Linked DNA regions of Mus musculus: region 2 is linked to region 1. Evidence: chromatin contacts called from public HiChIP or PLAC-seq data. All regions are on one chromosome and are shown on one strand. The core of a region is the stretch at or near the end of the contact, and the rest is flanking DNA. Distances in the headings are between cores, read along the strand shown.

Region 1 (2,873 bases), core at 1-2,500:
TGAAGTTCAAGGCCAGTGAGAGACTCAGTCTTGAACAAAAGGTGGAAGATATCCTGAGGATACCCCAGTCTGTACTCTGATTTCCAAATACGAGCCCCGTATATACAATTCCCCCCATTCATACTCTCACACACTCGCTAGGCATTTTTTGTTGTTGGTTTAAAGATTTGCTTCTTTATTATATATAAGTACACTGTAGCTGTCTTCTGACACACCAGAAGAGGACATCAGATCTCATTACCTATGGCTGTGAGCCACCATGTGGTTGCTGGGATTTGAACTCAGGACCTCTGGAAGAGCAGTCAGTGCTCTTAACCACTGAGCCATCTCTCCAGCCCCCACTTGCTAGGAATTAAAACTAGGAGCTTCCCCATGAATGTTCAGAGCAGCATCGTAAGAGTTCAAATGTAGGGACCACTCAGCACCCATCGACAGATGACAGGATACGAAAATGGCACACCACGCCACACTTTGGACTGCCACTCCTTCACAAGACAGAAATGTTCCATGGGCCTTGAGGACATTCGGTGGGTACAAAAGTCCACACACTGGGTAGGCTATATATGTGATGTAGCCAGAGAGCTAAAAGCCATAGGCTCAGTGGCCATCAGGAGCTGGGTAACTGCTAAAAGGTACATGGTTTCCTGTGTATGCATGTGTATGCACGTGTGTGTTTGTGTGAGTGCGTGTGCGCGTGCGTGCGTGTGCGCGTGCGCGAGCATGTGTGTGGTCAGGATACTGACCACCTTAGTTTTTGAGACAGGGTCTTTCACTGAATTTAGAGCTCACTGATTGAGCTGAGCTGGCTGGCTGCACAGAGCAGCTCCACATCTTCCTTCCTCTGCTTCCCTGAGCTGGGATCCCAAGCATGTGCCACCATGCAAGCCTTTACACATATCCTGGGACCTGAACTCAGGTCCTTGTGTTTATGCAGGATGCTTTTCTGACTGGGCTACCTGCTTAGCCCCTTAGTTTCTTTGGGGGAGAGAAGCTGTGTGAATGTTGTGGGAATGGCTGTGTAGCACCATCAATACACCGAACACCGTGGGACTGTATGCTTTGAAATTGGTGAGCGTCCATCAAGGGAGTTGCATCTGAATACTGAAACTGCGCACACCCGACACTTGTGCTGTGTGACCTGAGATGAAGTCACTGCTGTTGCCCTTGGCTGCTGCCAAAACAGCAACCCTGTCACCTCCCAGCCAGCTTCCTTGTGCCTTGAACAGGGGCAATAAAGCCTTACTCACACAGCTGGTAGCGTGCCACCAGAGCAGATAAGGGCCGCCTTGCCCTGGGTTTTTATGCTCAGTAACTGAGATAATGTGAAGAATGTAACACCAAGCTCAAAAACAGGGCCATTTAAACAGCGTCCTGGCCGGGATCCCATCACACCTGTGGGTGATTCCAGCTCAAACCTGGCAGTTGGCCCTGAGCCTCATTGGCTCCCACTCCCTGCAAATCCCCAGCCTTTATGGTGAACTCTAAAGCCACTTCCAGCTTCTCCTGAGCCTTTCACCCCAGAGTGCATCAAGGCCATGCACCTGTTACGTGTTCCCCCCTCCCACCAACCTTCTTGCTGCCAGGGGACCTTTGAACTTGGTCATGCCCCATGCCTTCCCCTTAATAAAAATTTCTCACCAGGTGCTTAAAATAAAAGCCCATTTCTGCAGCTCTTCCCCTCTAGGTCCCGGGCGTTCACCTCTTCTCTCTCCTTCTCTCTGTTCTATGCCAAGGCTGAGGGTTCCGACTCCAGGGCCTTGATGTTGCCTGATCTTCAAGTCACCCAACATGCAGGGCAGCAAAGGCATCTTGTGTCTTCTCACTTAATTTTTAACTGATTAACTTTTTAAAAGACGGGGTCTCACTATATAGCTCTGTCTGGCCTAGAACTTGCTATACAGACCAGTTTAGCCTCACAGAAATTTGTATTCCTGCCCCCCTCTCCCCAGATACTGATCTGCTTTTTGTCTTTGTTTTGATTGTTTGTTTTGTTTTGTTTGAGATTGGCTCATATGTAGCCCAGGATGCCTTCAAACTTGCTAAGTAGCTGGAGATAGCCTTGAGCTTCTTGCCTTGAGCTTCTTATTCTCCTGTTTCCACAATCCCAGTGCTCAGACTCCAGGCTCCGGGGCCTCCTGCATGCTAAGTAAGATACATTACCAACTGAGCTACAACACCAACCTCTGTTTGTTATTTGTTTGTTTGTTTGTTTGTTTGTTATTTTTCTTAAGACTGGGTCACACTATGTAGCTCAGGCTGGCCTGAAACTCCCCATCCTCCTTTCTCGGAGGATCACAGAAGAGCATCCCAAGTCCCACACCCTGTAATTTCTTTTGAACTATACTTCCCAGTGAGGAAGCGCTGTGGCCTTAAATCATAGGATTCGAGCGAGGGCATTCATTACTGCACACTTTCTGCACTGGCTTCCTCCCCAGGAGAATGCAACTCCACCCACAAGCAGGCCTCCATCCTTTACAGCTCTCAGCGGAACTGATGCGCTCCATGGGGGGCCAGACCACCGAAAAAGTCACTAAGGCCACGGCCACGGACAGAGGAGGAGGCGTGGGGACTCACTTTCCCCCATTGCTATCAAGGGGTTGGAACCTCCAGGTGCAGCGCTGCTTCTGCCAATTTGCGGTGTGCCCAGTTAAAAAGCACTGTTCATGAGTGGATGTCAGGCCCAGTACCAGCAGGACTTTAGGGGTGCCAATATCCTCCTCAAAATACACACACACACACACACACACACACACACACACACACACACACACACACACACACACACACTTAACACATGTAACCCCACCCCAGGGACTCCTCGTGCAACAGCCAGGAGCATGCGCACATCTGCAACGCCAAAGTCCAGTAGAAAG
Region 2 (2,700 bases), core at 3-2,502, 530 kb after region 1:
GGACCGCCCGCAGCCGAGTCGGCGGCTGGGCCCTCTTACTCTGAACATCTGTGCTGTGCTTCGGGTGGTGCAGAGCAGGCAGCCAGTGGGGCCTTGCACTAGGAGGGTGCTCGGTTCACCAGCAGCACTCCCCAGTTGTGAGTGAAACCTCACAGGAACCCTCTGGAAGGCCCAGGAACCCTGACACTTCAGAGTCTCACCAGGAATCCTGAGGGTCAATTATTTATGGTTTACTTTCATTTTAGATTATGTGCCTATGGAGCCCAGAGGTCCACCTTGGCCATCATTCCTCAGGTGCTGTCCACCTTGTTTTTTATAAGACAGGGTTGGCTTTTTGGGGGTGGGGGTGGTTGGTGGCCTGAAATGTGAAAGTTAGATAGGCTGGCCCAAAGGGCCCCAGCGCCTGCCACCTCCCTAGCACTACAAGCACATGCTACCACACTCAACCTTTCTGACATGGGTTCTGAGGGATCAAACATAGGTCCTCCTGCTTGCAATTGGGCCAACAACTCCAGGACCCTCCCCCCACTTTTGACAGTCTTACTTTGCAACCCCAGTTGGCCCAGAATTTGCTATGTAAGCTACAACAGCCTTGGATTTATGGCAGTCCTTGCTCTGCCTCTTGAGTGCTGAGATTATAGATGGGCACCATCATGCCCAGTTAGGCTATCTGTGTGTGTGTGTGTATTTTGTTGTTGTTACTCTTTGTTTTTTAAGATCTCATGTATCCCAGGATACCCTTCAGGTGACTATGTAGCCAGGGACAGCCTTGAACTTCTGATCCTCCCTGCTCTATCTCCTGAGTGTTGGGACTACATGTATGCACGCACCACTACCCCTGGCTTATGTGGTGTTGAGGACTAAACGCCGGGCTTCCTGACTGTTAGGCAAATACTCTAAATGGCACCATTCCCACTTTCATGTTGGACAGCAGCTACACAGTGGGTCGGAGCTGTTTTCTCCGGACAGCTCCACTTAGACGCCTCTAGGACCGGGGAAGCACAGGTCGGGGAAATTACAAACTTTAATGGGGGCAGGTGCGCCGCCCTCCAGCATTAAGGCGGCCGGCCGTGGCTGGCCAAGGGGATTGTCCGTTCGGACTGGGGGCGGAGCCTGCGGGAACTAAGCACCGGTTCCAAGAAAAGGGCGGAGCCACCGAGCTGTGGGTCGGGAGAGAGGGCAGGGCCTGACGGCGTTGCTCGGCGGGCGGGGGCGGGACCACGCGAGCAGCCCCCGGGGGCGGGACGGGGTCACGTGTGTACACAGCCCCCACGGCGTGCGCGCCGTGAGCTCCGCTGCCTCCTGCAAGCCCAGCTGCCCGCCCGCGGCCGGTGCGCGGGCCGCCGCCCAGCGAGCGGTGAGTGGGGCCCGGGGAGGGGAGCCCCTAATGCTCTGTTCCAGGCGGGAGGAGACCGCGCCAGGCTGCGCTGGGTGGACGCCAGGGACAGGGAGTGTGGTCCTGAACCCGCGGCGGGCGGTGGGTTTGCTGCCCGAGGAGGCGGACGGGCTCTCCTAGGACGCTACGGTTACCATCTTCGTCCCTTCTGTTGGTTAAGAGCGTCAGGACATTTGGAACCCGTGCGTAGAGATAGCGGAACTTGCGCCATCGGCCCTGAACATTCATCGGGCACGGGAGGCAGTACCAGCAACTAGAACCCCAAGTGAAGGGATACAGTTTCTTCGGTCCTCAGGCTTGCTGACTAGGACTAACTTAGTACCCGCTGTCCAGAACAGCACCTGCCAATTTAGCGCGCCCCGGTCTGTGATTATGTTCTTGCGAGCTGCATTCCTATTCTCGTCCTGATCCAGCAACCTGACATCTATGTCCACCTCCATGTATCAGAGGCACTGATAACCTGGGGTTAAGCTAGCTTGAAAGAACTATAAGTTAATCCTATTGAAACGCCTCTGGACGTGTCCTGAGGCCACTCCACCCATAGGGGACCAGGCACTATCTCTGTGAGTGCAAGGAAACACTATTAATAATTACACTAAGGGTACAGTCACATTATCCTAACCTGCCATGTAAGTCTTTGAAGAACAACCACAAGGTCCAGATTTCCAAACTAGAACCTCTGGTTGCTCCCAGGGTACAGTGTATCAGTGTCCCCGTGACTCTTTTTTTTTTTTTTTTTTTTTTTGGTTTTTCGAGACAGGGTTTCTCTGTGTAGCCCTGTCCTGGAACTCACTTTGTAGACCAGGCTGGCCTCGAACTCAGAAATCCGCCTGCCTCTGCCTCCTGAGTGCTGGGATTAAAGGCGTGCGCCACCACGCCCGGCTCCCCGTGACTCTTGAATGGGCTCATGAAGAAAGCTGCGACACATCCAGCTAAACCTAATGTGGGGATGCATGGGGATTTAGGTCAGAATGTGTAGGCTGAGTAGTTGGGAGGGGATGCCTGTGTGGTTCACAGACTGGAGGAGACTCTTGCAGCTCCCTGGGCATTCTCTCCTTCCTTACCCCACAATGTCCTAGCATAATCCCCTCCTTTAATGACCCAAACATACTGAGACATGAAGCCAAGCCCTTGGGGGAGTGAGATCTGTGCTCACAAGTGAGGCTCCTGTTTTCCTTAACCTGCCCTAGTTACTTGCTCCTGCCTGCAGCCTCTCAGCTTCCCTGTGGCTCGAGCTGTCCTGACCCAGCAGCCGGACAGTTCAACCTACAAGTCTGGCTGGCCAGCACTGGGTCACATGTGTC

Evidence for each region. HiChIP or PLAC-seq counts read pairs in DNA pulled down with a chosen protein or histone mark.
Region 2: an HNF4G HiChIP or PLAC-seq map of pancreatic cancer cells shows a contact between it and region 1. The contact joins the promoter of Gpr146 here to the enhancer-like site in region 1. A contact is called at or near these places in 4 of 39 promoter capture datasets (the 3T3-L1 cell line, 3T3-L1-derived adipocytes, hippocampal neurons and 1 more), 4 of 115 datasets of contacts at active chromatin or transcription factors (T-cell acute lymphoblastic leukemia, embryonic stem cells, large pre-B cells and 1 more) and 1 of 9 other capture datasets (embryonic stem cells).

The regions. Positions count from the first base shown.
Region 1 is chr5:138,845,376-138,848,248 of GRCm38.p6, forward strand. No RefSeq gene overlaps it. Among named protein-coding and RNA genes, the nearest start is that of Gm30206, 22 kb to the left of the region's middle. Within about 2 kb of position 1,251, at least 22 of the 459 cell types and tissues checked have an H3K27ac peak or open chromatin away from gene starts, as enhancers often do. A contact at or near this core is called in pancreatic cancer cells, where this site is marked.
Region 2 is chr5:139,379,387-139,382,086 of GRCm38.p6, forward strand. Gpr146 (G protein-coupled receptor 146) reads left to right here and starts at 1,253. Exons shown (of 2, transcript NM_030258.5): 1 at 1,253-1,357. The region is part of intron 2 of 3110082I17Rik (RIKEN cDNA 3110082I17 gene); the gene reads right to left.